Linked DNA regions of Gossypium hirsutum: all the other regions are linked to region 1. Evidence: chromatin contacts called from public Hi-C data. All regions are on one chromosome and are shown on one strand. The core of a region is the stretch at or near the end of the contact, and the rest is flanking DNA. Distances in the headings are between cores, read along the strand shown.

Evidence for each region. A called contact is a pair of places that touch in the nucleus more often than the background predicts.
Region 2: a Hi-C map of leaf shows a contact between it and region 1, with 3 times the contacts expected there. The contact joins the promoter of LOC107951320 here to the promoter of LOC107951386 in region 1. A contact is called at or near these places in 3 of 34 Hi-C or Micro-C datasets (all in leaf).
Region 3: a contact with region 1 is called in a Hi-C map of hypocotyl, with 4 times the contacts expected there. The contact joins the promoter of LOC107951298 here to the promoter of LOC107951386 in region 1. A contact is called at or near these places in 5 of 34 Hi-C or Micro-C datasets (hypocotyl, leaf and petal).

What each region holds. Positions count from the first base shown.
Region 1 is chrA02:41,576,593-41,581,467 of Gossypium_hirsutum_v2.1, reverse strand. It overlaps LOC107951386 (transmembrane protein 120 homolog), which reads left to right and starts at 2,432. Exons shown (of 11, transcript XM_016886433.2): 1 at 2,432-2,610; 2 at 2,702-2,953; 3 at 3,051-3,129; 4 at 3,240-3,334; 5 at 3,627-3,731; 6 at 3,817-3,896. The coding sequence starts at 2,723. It overlaps LOC107951385 (probable methyltransferase PMT18), which reads left to right. Exons shown (of 7, transcript XM_016886427.2): 4 at 110-320; 5 at 461-758; 6 at 867-1,334; 7 at 1,421-1,937. The coding sequence ends at 1,649.
Region 2 is chrA02:40,776,695-40,781,569 of Gossypium_hirsutum_v2.1, reverse strand. It overlaps LOC107951320 (U3 snoRNP-associated protein-like EMB2271), which reads left to right and starts at 2,245. Exons shown (of 7, transcript XM_016886322.2): 1 at 2,245-2,859; 2 at 2,982-3,324; 3 at 3,547-3,771; 4 at 4,070-4,298; 5 at 4,853-4,875. The coding sequence starts at 2,435. LOC107951321 (a long non-coding RNA gene) reads left to right here. Exons shown (of 3, transcript XR_001698397.2): 3 at 679-1,023.
Region 3 is chrA02:42,110,125-42,114,999 of Gossypium_hirsutum_v2.1, reverse strand. LOC107951298 (protein NTM1-like 9) reads right to left here and starts at 2,663. Exons shown (of 6, transcript XM_016886298.2): 1 at 1,980-2,663; 2 at 1,402-1,684; 3 at 1,025-1,300; 4 at 532-915; 5 at 1-342. The coding sequence starts at 2,002.

The sequences.
Region 1 (4,875 bases), core at 1,183-3,682:
ATTGCTTTCGACTCCTGTTCTATTACGAAGTCCATATCCACTTTCAGTCTATGTTATTAACTGGTACTTCAATTGCTAGTAATTATTTTCTTCTTTACCCTGGTGTTAGGTTGCAAGTTTTGGTGCTTACCTCTTGAATAGGAATATCTTGACAATGTCTTTTGCTCCAAGAGATACGCACGAAGCACAGGTCCAGTTTGCGCTGGAACGTGGAGTTCCAGCAATGATTGGAATTATGGGGTCACAGAGGCTTCCATACCCCGCTAGGGCTTTTGACTTGGCTCATTGTTCTCGCTGCTTGATCCCTTGGCAAAAATATGGTAAGGGATCTGCACGTCTTTTTTCAAAAATGAGATTAACTCTGTTAGGAAGGTGCAATGACCGTTTTACTACCCTCTATCTCCTTGCTTTATAGGTTTAAAAGTTGTGTTAAGCTAATGGTTTCATTTAATTAGTATAGATGGTTTGTACCTCGCTGAAGTGGACCGGATTCTACGGCCTGGTGGTTATTGGGTTCTTTCCGGTCCCCCTATTCACTGGAAGAAGTTCTGGAGAGGCTGGGAAAGGACACGGGAGGACTTAAAACAAGAGCAAGATGCTATTGAAGATGTTGCCAAAAGCCTATGCTGGAAGAAAGTGATTGAAAAGAATGATCTATCGGTTTGGCAAAAGCCCATTAACCATGTTGAGTGTCTCAGAAGTAAGAAGCTCTTGAAAGCACCGCACATGTGCGAGTCAGATGATCCAGACACAGCTTGGTACTCTCATTGGTGTCCTTCATGTTCTTGTTTCCTCCTTGATACATACTCTGTTATTCATATTGTCCACTGTGGTCTCATTTTCCTTTTGTCATTTGTGCTAAAAAGGTACCGGAATTTGGAAGCTTGTGTAACTCCACTTCCTGAAGTAAGCAGCTCAGATGATGTTGCTGGTGGGGCAATGGAAAAATGGCCAGAGCGAGCATCCGCTGTTCCTCCTAGAATTAGGAGTGGCTCAACACCAGGCATCACAGCTGAGAGATTCGAAGAGGATAATAAACTTTGGAAGGAAAGAGTAGCACATTACAAACGAATCATTAGTCCACTTCCCACTGGACGATATCGGAATATTATGGACATGAATGCTTACATTGGGGGATTTGCAACAGCTATGTTAAATTATCCAGTTTGGGTCATGAACGTGGTCCCTGTAAATTCAAACCATGACACTTTGGGAGTTATTTATGAGCGAGGTTTAATTGGTACCTACCAGGACTGGTGTGAGGCATTCTCAACATATCCAAGAACATATGATCTCATCCATGCTAGTGGCTTGTTTACTTTATACCAGAACAGGTAATGTTATGAGAGGTGGTATTCTCAATCATGAGCACGTAATTCGTAATTGTGGTTGAACTGATGTTATATATTTTTCATTGAAGGTGTGACATCACTTACATCTTGCTGGATATGGATCGGATTCTGAGGCCGGAAGGGACCGTTATATTTAGGGACACAGTGGAGCTGCTTGTGAAGATCCAGAGTATAACAGATGGAATGAGATGGAAGAGTCAGATAATTGACCATGAAAGCGGACCTTTCAATCCAGAGAAGATTCTTGTTGCTGTCAAAACATACTGGACTGGTGAAGCAACTCAAAAACAGCTCTAACTGGGATTTCAATCATCTCTCTTTTCTGCACTTCATTTGTCACAATTTTTCGTCTTGGGAACAGTCAAAATCACTGAAATTTCACCCAAGATAAGGGTAAAAGGGTGGGTTTGATTAAAATTATTGATGGTATAATTTCATTGATGCACTGTAATACTAAGCAGATTCTCTTTGTACTACAAATCTAGCGGATACTGCCATTGTCTTAAGCTAAATAGATATGTACACTGTCTGCAGTAATTGAAAAGTAGGCTCTCTGTAGCCTACCCCTACAGTTTTTGAATTAAATGATCAATCATATACATTGCAATGCGAGATGATAAGGTAGGGATTAGAAGATAAACCTGTTTGTCTTCTTCAAAAGCAGCAGCCACCGCATATTCAAAGAACTGTGGTGCACTGTTGGAAATGTGATCTTAGAAAATAAAATGTTCATTCGAAAGAAAAGCTTAAACAAAAGCTTCTGTAAGTTCTTTCAAATTGGTTTTTCTTCAGCAACTCTTTGTACAGAAGCTTGTAATAGCCCGTAAGGCCAAGGAATCCCCTTTGTTGTAGTTATATTCATCGGAATTGGCCATTGTTGATTTCCAGCCCTTGAGCTTAAACATCAAACTGACCAACTAATGCCAATGGCCATGCAACAGATAATAGGTAGTTGCTAGAGGGTGATAGCCAAGCATTGAAATGAAAATCCTTTGCTTTAGGGGCTCTGCCTGCCCCCATGTGGGGTTATGAAGCTCACTCAATAAAAGGCGAAAGAGACCGTTGGCTAGTAGTGGGCATTGAGGCCAACAAAGGCCAAGGTTGTTCTTGCCAATGCTGCCTGCTAGTCAACTTGGACCCTCTTAGGCTAAAATTTTTCTCAAATAAATGGACAAAATGACGAATAAAATTAAAATAATAATAATAATAATTTGAATGGTGTTGCGTGGGAATGCGGGACAAATTACTCGCGGTCCACGTAATAAAAGAACCAGAAATCCTTTTCCTTTGATTTGCTTTCCCTTTCATGGTACCATCGTTCATTTTAATTTTTTTTTTTGAATAATCAGGAAAAACCCAAGGAGTAGAAAATGGAGAATGTGGAGGAATCGACGAATGAAATGGAAGAAGAAGTAGGGAAGGTGATGGAGCAAGCCAGAGAGTTGCAAGAAGCAGGCGCGGGCCTCATATCCATGATATCCAACGACGAGCAATCTCTTCGCCTAAAGGCGAATTCTCTCGATTCCTCTATTCGCCACCTCCGTTCCTCCATTACTACCGTTCTCTCTCAGAAGCTTTTGGATCCCAAACTTGCAGACAAGGTAAACTCCCCACTTTGCATCTTCTTTTTTCGTTTTTCATTTTCCATTTTTAAATTTGGAAAAAGAAACAAATCCTGAAATTTGGATCTGAAAACAGCTGGAAGAGGATTTACAGACAGCGATATGTATTATAACCGATGGAGACGCTGCTGGTTTTCTTCCTGCCAATGCTCAGGGTATAATAATTTCTTTCTTTCTTTTTTCTTTTAAAATTTTAGTAATTTAATTTTCCTGGTATTAGAGTTATGAATTGATTAATAATGAAATGGAAATTGGGGAATGGCAGGTTGGTATCTAAGGATGTTTCTGGGACCAATCAGTGTTCGTGCATCTCGCAAAGAGATCCAGTTGAAAGCTAAGGAGGAATATAATAGCTACAGAGTAAGCATTACTTCACTATAACTCTCCTTTTCTAAAATTCGATTCTTTGATTGTCTTGTTGTTGGCATCCCAATATGCCCTTCAATTTCACTATTGCATCAACTCAATTTCACATATAGCCTCTTTTTTGCATTTAGTTACCCCTTACTATTGTATATTTAGACATCTGAAAGTTGTAGTATAAGTTTTTCTGATTCATGATCTATCCGTGAATCATTTTTTTATAAGCTAAAAGAGAAGATATTTGAAATTTAACTATATATTCTTAATAAATTCTACCTCCCTTCAACAGGATAGGACTGCCTTAATGTTTATTCTTTTTCCATTAATTTTGCTTATTTTACGATCGTGGATATGGGGAGGATGCTTGCCTGCATTTCCAGTTCAGTTGTACGAGGTATTTTATGAATTATTCCTTAGGGTTTTTGTTTGAGAGTCAGTTCCTTTGTTATTGGTTTAATGCTGAGTATATGCTCTATTAGGCATGGTTGTTGTTCCTTAACACTGGTTTGGCTTTGCGAGAGAACATATTGCGAGCAAATGGAAGTGACATTCGTCCATGGTAATTGCATGCCATCTTTTTTTTTCTTTTCAAATGTTTTCCAAAAGCAAGCATGTTTACTTTCTAGTTTTGTTTTGTATAAATGGAACTTTTTCAAGAAAAATGAATTTGTAGTGTGCAGTAATCTTGAGATTATAGTAACTTGAGAGATGTTTTAATGTCAATGTAAATGGTGACTTGTGGCAAAGATCATATTGGAAAATGTGGAAAATGTGTTCATACTCCTAGCACCTCTCTACTTTTTGTTACTCTTTTATGGGTCACTACATGCTTTTAAATTAGGCTTTCTTGGTTTGTGATGTAATGCCTAGAAAGGTACAACATTGGAAAAAATTCAGAAACTAGTTTCCTTGTTCTGGTGTATGTTTATGCACTAATGTTAATCATCCTTGCCATGTTTTATTTTCCTTTTGGAGTAACCATATCATGTTAATGATTCTCTCATACCCTCAAGTTGGTGGACTTGTGCAATTGTTTAGGACTATTAGATTTGATGGATGCACCGTACAGAGTGCTTGCTTGTGTGTGATTATGTGGGTGTATGGAGATGGGAAGTTAGTGAGTAAGACACTTGAGAAGGTTTGGACATCATAAGATCGTCAAACTGGAAAGAAAGGACTTAAGAAGAGGGAGGTCATTAGTATGGTTTTCTATCTTATTGTAATGATGACATTGTTTCTCATTAAGTTTTGAGCATGGAGTACACCCTCTCAATTGTTGATGTGAAGACATAAAAAGACAATGGTGTCCATTATCTTGCTAACTTTATCCTTTGGTTGCACCATTAGGATTGATTTTATGTTATGGTGGTAAACATTTTTTTATGCTCTAGGTGTTTTATCCATTGTTATTCCTTCCTTTTTGAGATCAAATGTGTAGATCTTCCATTAGGATATGATTATAGGCCTATTGCTCATAGTTTAAAGCTTGGCATGGTCTCTTATCGCACTTAGTTTAAACTTCTTGACTTGTCTCGGGT
Region 2 (4,875 bases), core at 996-3,495, 800 kb after region 1:
CAGAATCCAGCTTTTGCTTTTTACCTCACTTTTCAAGTCGTTTTTTTCCCATTTTTTGAATGACATGTTAACCAAAACAAAAATATTTGTTTGTATGATTAAAGGAAATTTTTATAAGTTGATAGTCAATTGTTTGTATGATTTGACTCTGAGATTGCAGCCAATGTGAGTTGGTTTTTTTAATCATTGATGATTTGTATTGATAGCATTTGACTTGAAGAGGCTTTGTTTATTTTGTGTGCATCATTAATGGAATTAATACGTCAATTTTAGCCCAATGGTTGGCATCAATATATACTGTTTGTTTTTGAGATGTTTCGTTATCTACCTATCATTTGTTTTTGCAAATGTTTTTAATATTTGGGATTTATATTTTATTTGGTTTCCCTTGTGGATTAGACATGATATTCTTTCCTGAATTTTTTTAATTCAAAATAGGGTTATATGCTTACGAGAATTACTCTTCTTTAGCATCGTGTTTTCAACATTGACTCAATTTTAGTTCATACATGTATATTTTGTAAATATATTATTGCTATTAATAGTAAGGGTTGCTGTTGTTGTATACTATTATGGTTTGTGTGTTAAATGTGTATCCTTTTGAAATAATGGAATGGAATGGTTAAATGTGTTAAATGTATATCCTCTTGAAATAATGGAATGATTTGTATGTTTTAGCTAAAGGAGTGGTTGAAGGTAGCAACAAGAAGGGGAAAGATATCGCGCGTTGAGCAAATCCCAAACCATCTAACGCAAATGCTCATTTTCTTTAGTTTACCTTCTTCTGTGCGATTGGAATGGGTCAGAAGATTTCTTGTTGACCATTAAAAATCATGGTTGTATTGATGATATTTTGGTAAGTTTTTGTGTTTGTAATATTTGGATGATATAATGACATGATAGAATTTAACATATGGATTATGACATATAAGCTAATGAAATCATGGAAAATTTTGTTAATATATGAATATTATATTTGGATATGAAATATAATTCTCAAGTTATTTATTACTTCTAATGTTTTATTTTTTATTGTAGAATAATTAAATTATTTGTTTCACTAATGATATTTTAGCACATTAAATATGTAATGCAGTTTAAAAACAATAAAATAGATTATATATTATTTTAACAATATTATATATTATGATTTTTTAATTCATATAATATAATAATTATATTAAGAATGTTATTAAATTGTATATTATTTTATTAAATTATATGTAATAATAATTATGTTAAAATATGATAAAATTATTTATTATTATTTTTAATAAAAATATATTAAACAATAATTTTATTAAAATTTAATAACAACAATAATTATCTACATAAAAAAATTTTGCTAAGGGTGCTTTGGTCATTTAAGTCTTTTTCCTTATACTATTACAACATCTATTCTATTCAATCAAAAAAAAAAATACTATTACAGTTCTATTTTAGTCCATTCAACCAAACAATTGAATTATTAATTACAAATCTATTCATTAGAGCTCTATTCAATTATAGCTTTATTCTATTACAGTGAATCAAACGTACCTTTACGAGTATTAAGTTTTAATAAGTATTTAGGTTTAAGGTCTGAATTTAGGTTTGGGTATGTAATTGGGTTATGGGCTTTTGGCCTTATAGATTATGATTTATCCGTGTTATTTGATTTAAAATGTCAAAATCGAAAATCAATCGAATAAACAAATTATACTGAACATAAAAATCAGTTAAATTAAAAAACCGAAAAAATTCAATATTTTTGTTCAATTCACTTTGATTTTTCGGTTTAGAATTTTTTTTCCACACCCATAATTATGGGTAATTTTATGCTTTGTATAAAAAATAATTATAATTAGGAATAAATATTAAAATTACCATGAACTTTATTTTAATGTTCAATGTTATATCTAAATTTTTAATTTGTGGAATTTTATATATGAAAATATTATTGACATAATACTAATTTATGTTCATATATTACAAACAAAAACAAATATATTAATAAGAGAATAAATATGCTTTGACGCACTAGAACTTATATATTTCAGTATTGATAATAATGTCAATATCAATTGAACTAAGACTTAATCAATAATAAATATATTTATTTCTTTAAATGTATACAATTAAACTAAAAATTAAAAGTCTAATCCATATATGGAAACAGGATATAGATAACTGCATCAAATTGAATTTCTTGTATTAAATTTCACATTAAAACTATATATATAATTTTATATTTATCTATAAATTATATTTATCTATCTATTATTATTAATCGCAACAGAGACCCGAGCCGTATTTAGATCGCATCACATAAGTACATAATATCAGCTTTCTTATAGAAAAACCCTAGTCTTAAACCCGTCGGTTCTCGTCTCCTTTGCATTTTGAAGAAACACTTCATTTATTTAGCTGTTTCTTCATCTCTGATTGTTGAACTATGAAGAGCAAGAATGAGAAGAAGCGGGGGACGTCGGCCACAAAAGGATGCCCAAAAGGGAAGAAATTTTCGCTGAAAAATGATCCCTTTTTCGAGACGGAGAGTAAGAAGCGGCGGAAAATGGACTACGAGGATGATGACATTGAGTCAGGTGGTTCTGAAGAGGAGGCGGAGATTCAGGGGGCTTCTGACGGAAACGGCGGAGAGGATGAGAATGAGATTGAGGAGACTCCTGGTGAGATTCGGAAAAGAGTGGCGACGGAGCTTTTGGATAAGATGAGGGCAATAGCAAGGAAGGAGAAAGAGGGCAGGGATGGGGACGAGGAAGTGGAAGAAGAAGAGGCTAGGGATTCGCTTGTGGCCAAGATTTTGCAGCAAGAACAGCTTGAGGAGAGTGGCAGGATTAAGAGAGTCGTTGCTTCCAGGTAAAAACAATTTTTTTCTATGTTTAAAACGTCTAATCACTGTTCTAGTTTTGGAATATCGTAGGAGCACTTTTGCTTTGTTATTGAGAGATTGCTTACATTGTTGAATGTACTCAACTCAGGCTTAAAAAGCCAGAAACTGCTGATGGATTTAGAGTCATGGTGAAGCATCGTCACACTGTTACTGCTGTAGCTTTATCTGATGATGACTTGAAGGGCTTCTCAGCTTCCAAAGACGGTACTATTTTACAGTGGGATGTAGAAAGTGGGAAGACAGAAAGGTACCAATGGCCTAGTGAAGATATTCTTAAAAGTCATGGGGCCAAGGATCCAAGGGGTCGCCTTAAAAAGCACAGTAAAAGTGTATTAGCCTTGGCTGTTAGTTCAGATGGCCGGTATTTGGCTAGTGGAGGCTTAGACCGCCATGTTCATCTATGGGATATTCGTACAAGAGAGCATTTACAGGTAGTTCCGCCTTACTTATCAAACTTAGCAGATATACTAGATGATATTGACATATTGTATACCTTATTTTTGGAAAAAGCCCAAAAGTAGAAGGAAAAAGACAACATATTTCTGTTTTTAGTTTAGTCAGTAATATGTAATCTCACCAACTTAACCCATTCCTGTTTTTCAATGATGAAGTGTACAGTTTTCTCAATTTGGCCTTTCATATGTTCTCAACAGGCATTCTCAGGTCATCAAAAGCCTGTGTCATGTTTAAGTTTTAGGCAAGGTACTACAGATCTTTTTTCTGGATCGTTTGATCGAACAATCAAGTATTGGAACATGGAAGACCGAGCTTACATTGACACAATATGTGGTCATGAAAGTGAAGTGTTGACCCTTGATTGCCTAAGGAAAGAACGAGTATTGACAGTTGGCCGTGATCGATGTATGATGTTGTTTAAGGTAAACATGATGTAGAAGTTTTAGTTCATCATCCAAGTAGACAATCATGGACGAAAAAATAACAATGTGATGTGGAGTAATGCTTCTGATAGAAGTTCACTTGTGTTCACTGTACAATCAAAATTGTTGGATATCTTCTAATATGCACCCCCTACGACCCTTCCACCCCCTATATTCTGAGCATATTATTGAACTGCTAGTAGAATTTGTTTCATTGAACTGTAGGCTAGGTGGATACTGGGATATTGCTTTTGTTCTCCATATCTGATAAGCATCCCTTTTGAACCATGCTGACTAGGTTCTCGACCAGTCTCGATTGGTTTTTCGTCCCCCACCAACATCTTTGGAGTGCTGCTGCTTTATTAACAATGATGAATTCTTATCTGGCTCGGACGATGGAAGTATTCAACTTTGGAACGTATTAAGAAAGAAACCTGTATATATTGTGAAGAATGCTCATGCTCTGCTGCCTGCTGGCCAAAATGTTGAACAAAAAGGCTGTGAAAATATCCCTGATAATTGTTTAGGTAATCACAAATATTTCAATTAACCCTGTTTTTCATGTGTCTTAAGCCCAACCCGGCCACCCTAGATACACCTTTTATCATTTAAATACTTAAAAATATTTTAAATGAATGAAGGTCTTTGTTTAGACTTTGGTCTATGTATTTGATTTATGTTCGTAGTTTAGTTGGATTTTGTTTGGCAACCCCCCCCCCAAAAAAAAAAAATCAAATGAACTTTTAATCATTTTTATATATTAGACTTAGTTTAAAACAAAACATCTGATTTGTTTAAAAATGTGATAACTTTACGATGGAATCAAGCTTAAAGTATCTTAGGCTGAGCCTTGCCTGAAGTAGCACTACCTCTGGATACCTCTTTCATTGTGTTTTGCTCCTTAAAAGATTCTTTCTGTTTTTCAATTTTTTTTTAATTTACTTTATCAAAGTGCTGGTATGATATTGTTTTGACTCAAAAAGGAAAAGCCAAATTGTCCAGGTTTTAAATATAATTTTAACTTCTCCATACAGCTTGCTAGCCACTGTCGTTTAACTTGTTTCATGCCTACACTCTGCAGAAAATGGTGATCACAAAATTGAG
Region 3 (4,875 bases), core at 1,414-3,913, 530 kb before region 1:
CCTAAAGTTGAATCCAGTTCCAAGAGTTTCAAAGTCTTCTAACGGTTGTTGCAGAGGCTGGCAGGCTCTAGTCCTCATTCCAGTTACACCACCGTTATTCACATGATACCTCAGACCAGTTAATTGTTGCAAATTATTAAAATCACCAATTGCAGAATTAGTAGATGAAGTTGCTTGGCCAACGCAATAGTTTTCAGGACCACCAATATGTCCACCTATAAATACTGGATCATATGGCGCAGTTTGGGTAAGGCTGGACTCTAAGGAAGTTAGCATTTGCACGGAGTTCTTGTCATCAATAAACCCACCAGACCACCCAGGACCTCCAATGTCTGACTCATACTGGTAAAGAATTTCAAAACATAAAAAATTAAGTTAGAATCCAACCATAAACTAAATCTCAGAGCCTTCAAAGTGAAAAACAAATGCAAAATATGAGGCAGAAACTCAAACTCAAGCTTTAGAAAACTAAACAGGAAACAAATAATGGTTACATACAAAGGAAATAAAGGCTAGAAGTTATCTCTGTACCTGAACTGGCAACATTTCAGTGTATATGCCATTTTCTTTGACATAGGAGGTTTCTGGTGGCATTGCCTTCGAGATGAATGCATTACCAGACAAGGGCATTTCGGTTCCAGCAACCAAGTTTTTCCAACTGTTAGACTCTTCAGAAAAGTTATCATGGTTATTCAAGGCCTCATCCAACAATGGGAAAGATATATCTTGTTTGCTAGTCCCATCCTGGAAATGGAATCCATTTTGATCATGGCCAAAGTCGCTTGCATAAGGGGAATCCATGTAGGGCGGCAGATCTTCAAAAAATTGTGAGTTCATTGGCGAGAAGACTTTATAATCAATTTCATCACAATTGGGTTCATACAAGTCTGAATTGCTTCCCAAGAGCGGATATTTCTGTGTTAATAAGCAAAAAAACAGTTCTTGTCAAGAGTCATGGTATAGTCAATATAAAACAATGATGCATGCAACAATGCTAGAATATAGGTAACTTGTTGACTTCTACCAAGGTTTCTTCAGCTGCGTGATCTTCTGCATCAGAAGTCATATGACTATTGCAGCAGCTGTCACCCGTTATTTGACCATTTGGCATGGAAGTATCGGGATTCTGAGCTTGTGTCTCAGATGATATGGTATCTTGGACAAGATCCGATGATGTATCATCATCAGGAGCAGATTTTGTCATGGCAGCCGAACATACGGTTTGCTCAACCTCATCGTACTTCACAATATCATTCTTCTCTTCCGGTTTATGAAACAATCGACATTGAACAAAAGCACTCTGCACCAAGAAAAAGGGTCCAAGTCATATAGACATTCTTGTTTTTATTTGAATCAAACCCTTAACTAAGAACAGCAAGCCTAAAAATTAAGAAGGAAAACCTGGCCAGGGGCGGTGCCATCAAGGTCCTTTGTAGTGGGACGGTACTCATGCATGATCCAGTAAGTACGCTGGCCCTTGGGAGCACGGCCCTTGTAAAAAACCAAAGTCTTCTTCATGCCAATCAGTGACTTTTTAGACTTAATGGTTCGATCCTTACCCGTTGCTTTCCAATATCCTTTATCCGTAGCTCTGTTGGAACGATGGCTGTTCGGGTACTTCCTATCAAGCGGGCAAAAGAAGAACCACTCTGGATCGTCCGATTTTATCACCGACAGTCCTGTACTTAAATTCAACCATCCCAGTAATAAAAATTCAGAATTTAACTAATTTTGGAACATAAAAACTTTTTTTCGCAGAGAGGAATTTCAAAAAAAAAAAAAACCGTAAGTTTACCTCAAATTGCAAGTTGTAGGAATCGAATTTATGAAATAAAATGTATATTAATTTCATATATTGAGCGAATAAAGCAAAATTTCCAGCTGACGCTTTGGCTAAGGCTAAGGTATCAAAGAATCAAAACAATACTTAAACCAATAATTTCTTTCTTACGCAAAAGAAAAAGAGAAAAAAGAAATACCAGGCAAATCCCATGGCTCCCATTTGCAGACATCGATTTCAGGAATGACACCAACCTCGGAATGACGACCGTTGATCTTCAATCTAAGGTAATGATTGATGAGCTCCTCATCAGTCGGCCTGAACCTAAACCCTAAAGGCAACGTTTCCATCGTTAAAACTGCCATCCTTTGCTAGTTTTCAAAAAAAAAATTCTCGATTCTGAGTAAAATTGTCTTCTTCTTCTTCAGTGACTATCCAACTAGATTACTTAGGAAGGTAAATTAGTTGATTTTCAGTTGAGAGCTCCGTCAGGTCGCTTTCGTCTTAGGGTAAAGCCGCAAAGCCAAGTAAATGTGAAAAAAAAAAATCATGTGTGAGTAATCACGTGACCATGTCCGGTCCCTTTTTGCAGCCGTGTCGCTCTACCATTGGTGGAGACTGAAGCGCATTACAAGAGGAAGACGATGAGAGGCGCCCACAGCGTAGAAAAAACCCCGGTGTGGACGGCGAATTGAGCCACCCAATAATTGAGCTCCTTTTTCCTCCTTTTCCAGCGTAGGCTAAGGCAATGGAGCACTAGATCCTACACAATTACCAAAATACCCTCTCTACGCTTTTGTCACTTTTTTTTGCTTCTTGCTTTTTGGATAATACCGTCCACGTCTTTTCATTGTAATGTTGCACTGAGGAAAAGGAGCACAGTGAGTTAGCTTATCACGCAAGCCTTTTCGTATTTTTATAGTCTCAGTAAAGTTCAAGCTTTTTCTATTGGTTTTTATTAAAACAGAAAAAGGAAAAATTTATTTTGCCTCGTGCGCCCGGCTGGCTATAATATTGTGATATTTGCCCAGAAACTTTTTTTTTGATTCATTCACGTGCTTTTCTAGTGTTCTATATATATGGATTACTTGCAACCAGATTTAGATTCTAAAATTACTACTAAACTTCAAAATATATTAATTAAGGTTAAAAACTGCTCCAAGTCCTTGTATTCTTTGTACATTTGAACTTTATTCCTCTTATTTTCATTTCAATGAATTTAGTCCCTCTGCTTTTCAAATTTAAAAATATATGTTCAATTGTTAATACCATGAAATTTTCTATTAAATTCAGATTCATTGCAAATGTTATTTTCTGTTACATAATCGTGAAGTGAGACTTTCTTTTAAATTTTCAAAATATCGTGTCAACAAATTTAAAAAAAAATTAACAAATTAATAATTAAATCTAAAATTTAAAATTTAAAAAGTAAAAAGACTAAATTATTAAAAATAAAAAAATAAAGACTAAATTCTAAAAGTAAAAAAATCTTAAACTTTGACTGAAAATTGCTTATAGAAAAATTTTGATTTTTTATGATATTTGGATGATTTCACGTAATCATTTGGTTTTTTTAAAAAATCATTTTTCAAAGTTTTTAAATAAAAAATGCATAATATAAATTATAAAATATTATGGAAATATTACCGTTTGACAAACTAGTAATAACTATATTATCTCCTATAAATTTAATATTAACTTAATTTGAAGTTATAGGTATGATGTTGGATGGTGAAACACCGGAGCCAAAAGGATAAATGAAAACAAATATTCATTTATACTATTAAAATATTATTACTAAATATTTAGAAATTATCATTTATATATTTAATAACAATAAATTAATAAAAAAATATTTCAATACTATTTAAAATTTAAAATAATTATTAATATTGAAATCTATTATCAAAATAATATTATAATATTAAATATCAATATTTTAATATTTTTAAAATTAAAATTTATTGTTACTATAATAATATTTTACTCAATTTTAAATATTATATTACTTATAAGGGAGTTTTTTTTCTTAAAAAGATGGTCTTATGTTTTTTGAAAGAAGACAATTTGTCAAAAATAGTCCTTAAAATATGCAAAAAAAAATCAATTAAGTTTATGCAGTAAATTTGCACTCAATTAAGTCATTTCTATTAACTAAAATAATCAATTAAGCCCATCCGTTAACAATTCCTGTCATTGTTCACGTTGACCGTTAAAATAAATTGATGAACTAATCAAATGGTGATATGCTGCAACTTCTGGGTTAATCTAATATTTTTCTCATTAAAATATTGAAAACTAATATTTTTCCCATTAAAATATTAAAAAATTATAAAAATCAGAAAAAAATTATAAAAATAGTAAAAATATCAAAAAAATATAAAAATTAAAAAATATATGAAAATTGATTTAAACTTTTAAAAATTATAAAAATTAATAAATACTATCAAAAATATAATAAATCTAATAAATTATAAATTAATAAAACATATTTAAAATTTCATAAAAATGTATTAAAATTCTATAAAATCATAAAAAGAATAAAAAGTATTAAAATTTATATAAAATCATAAAAACCTGAATTGAATCGGATCAATCAATTGGACTGATTAGATCGAAATCAACAAGGGTATTGATTCAAAGAAAACTATTAGACCGTTTGACTTGGGAACCAAACCATTAAACTAGTTTTTTTTTTTATTTTTAAATGTTTTAGTCCAACTAGCAAATTGGTGGCTTTACTAGTTCAACCACCAATCCAATTCTAAAAACCTTGGTTAGAATATTTCATTCTGACATATGCTAATAGTTGGAGAATAAAATTTTAGTTTGATAAAAAAAATTTAAAAATAAAAAATCGATTTGATCGATTGATTCCTATGTCAATTGGTTTAATGGCTTTCCCCATAGTCGAATTTGAGCAAACTGGTCCAGCTTATGTTTTTTATAATTTCTATGAGTTTATATTAATTTTAATATTTTTATAATATTTTTTTGGTGAATTACAATAATAAGGCAAAGCTCGAACAACCAATGCGACTAGCACGACTCAAACCAGGTCACACCTGAGGTAGTGGACACCCTTAATTATCAGG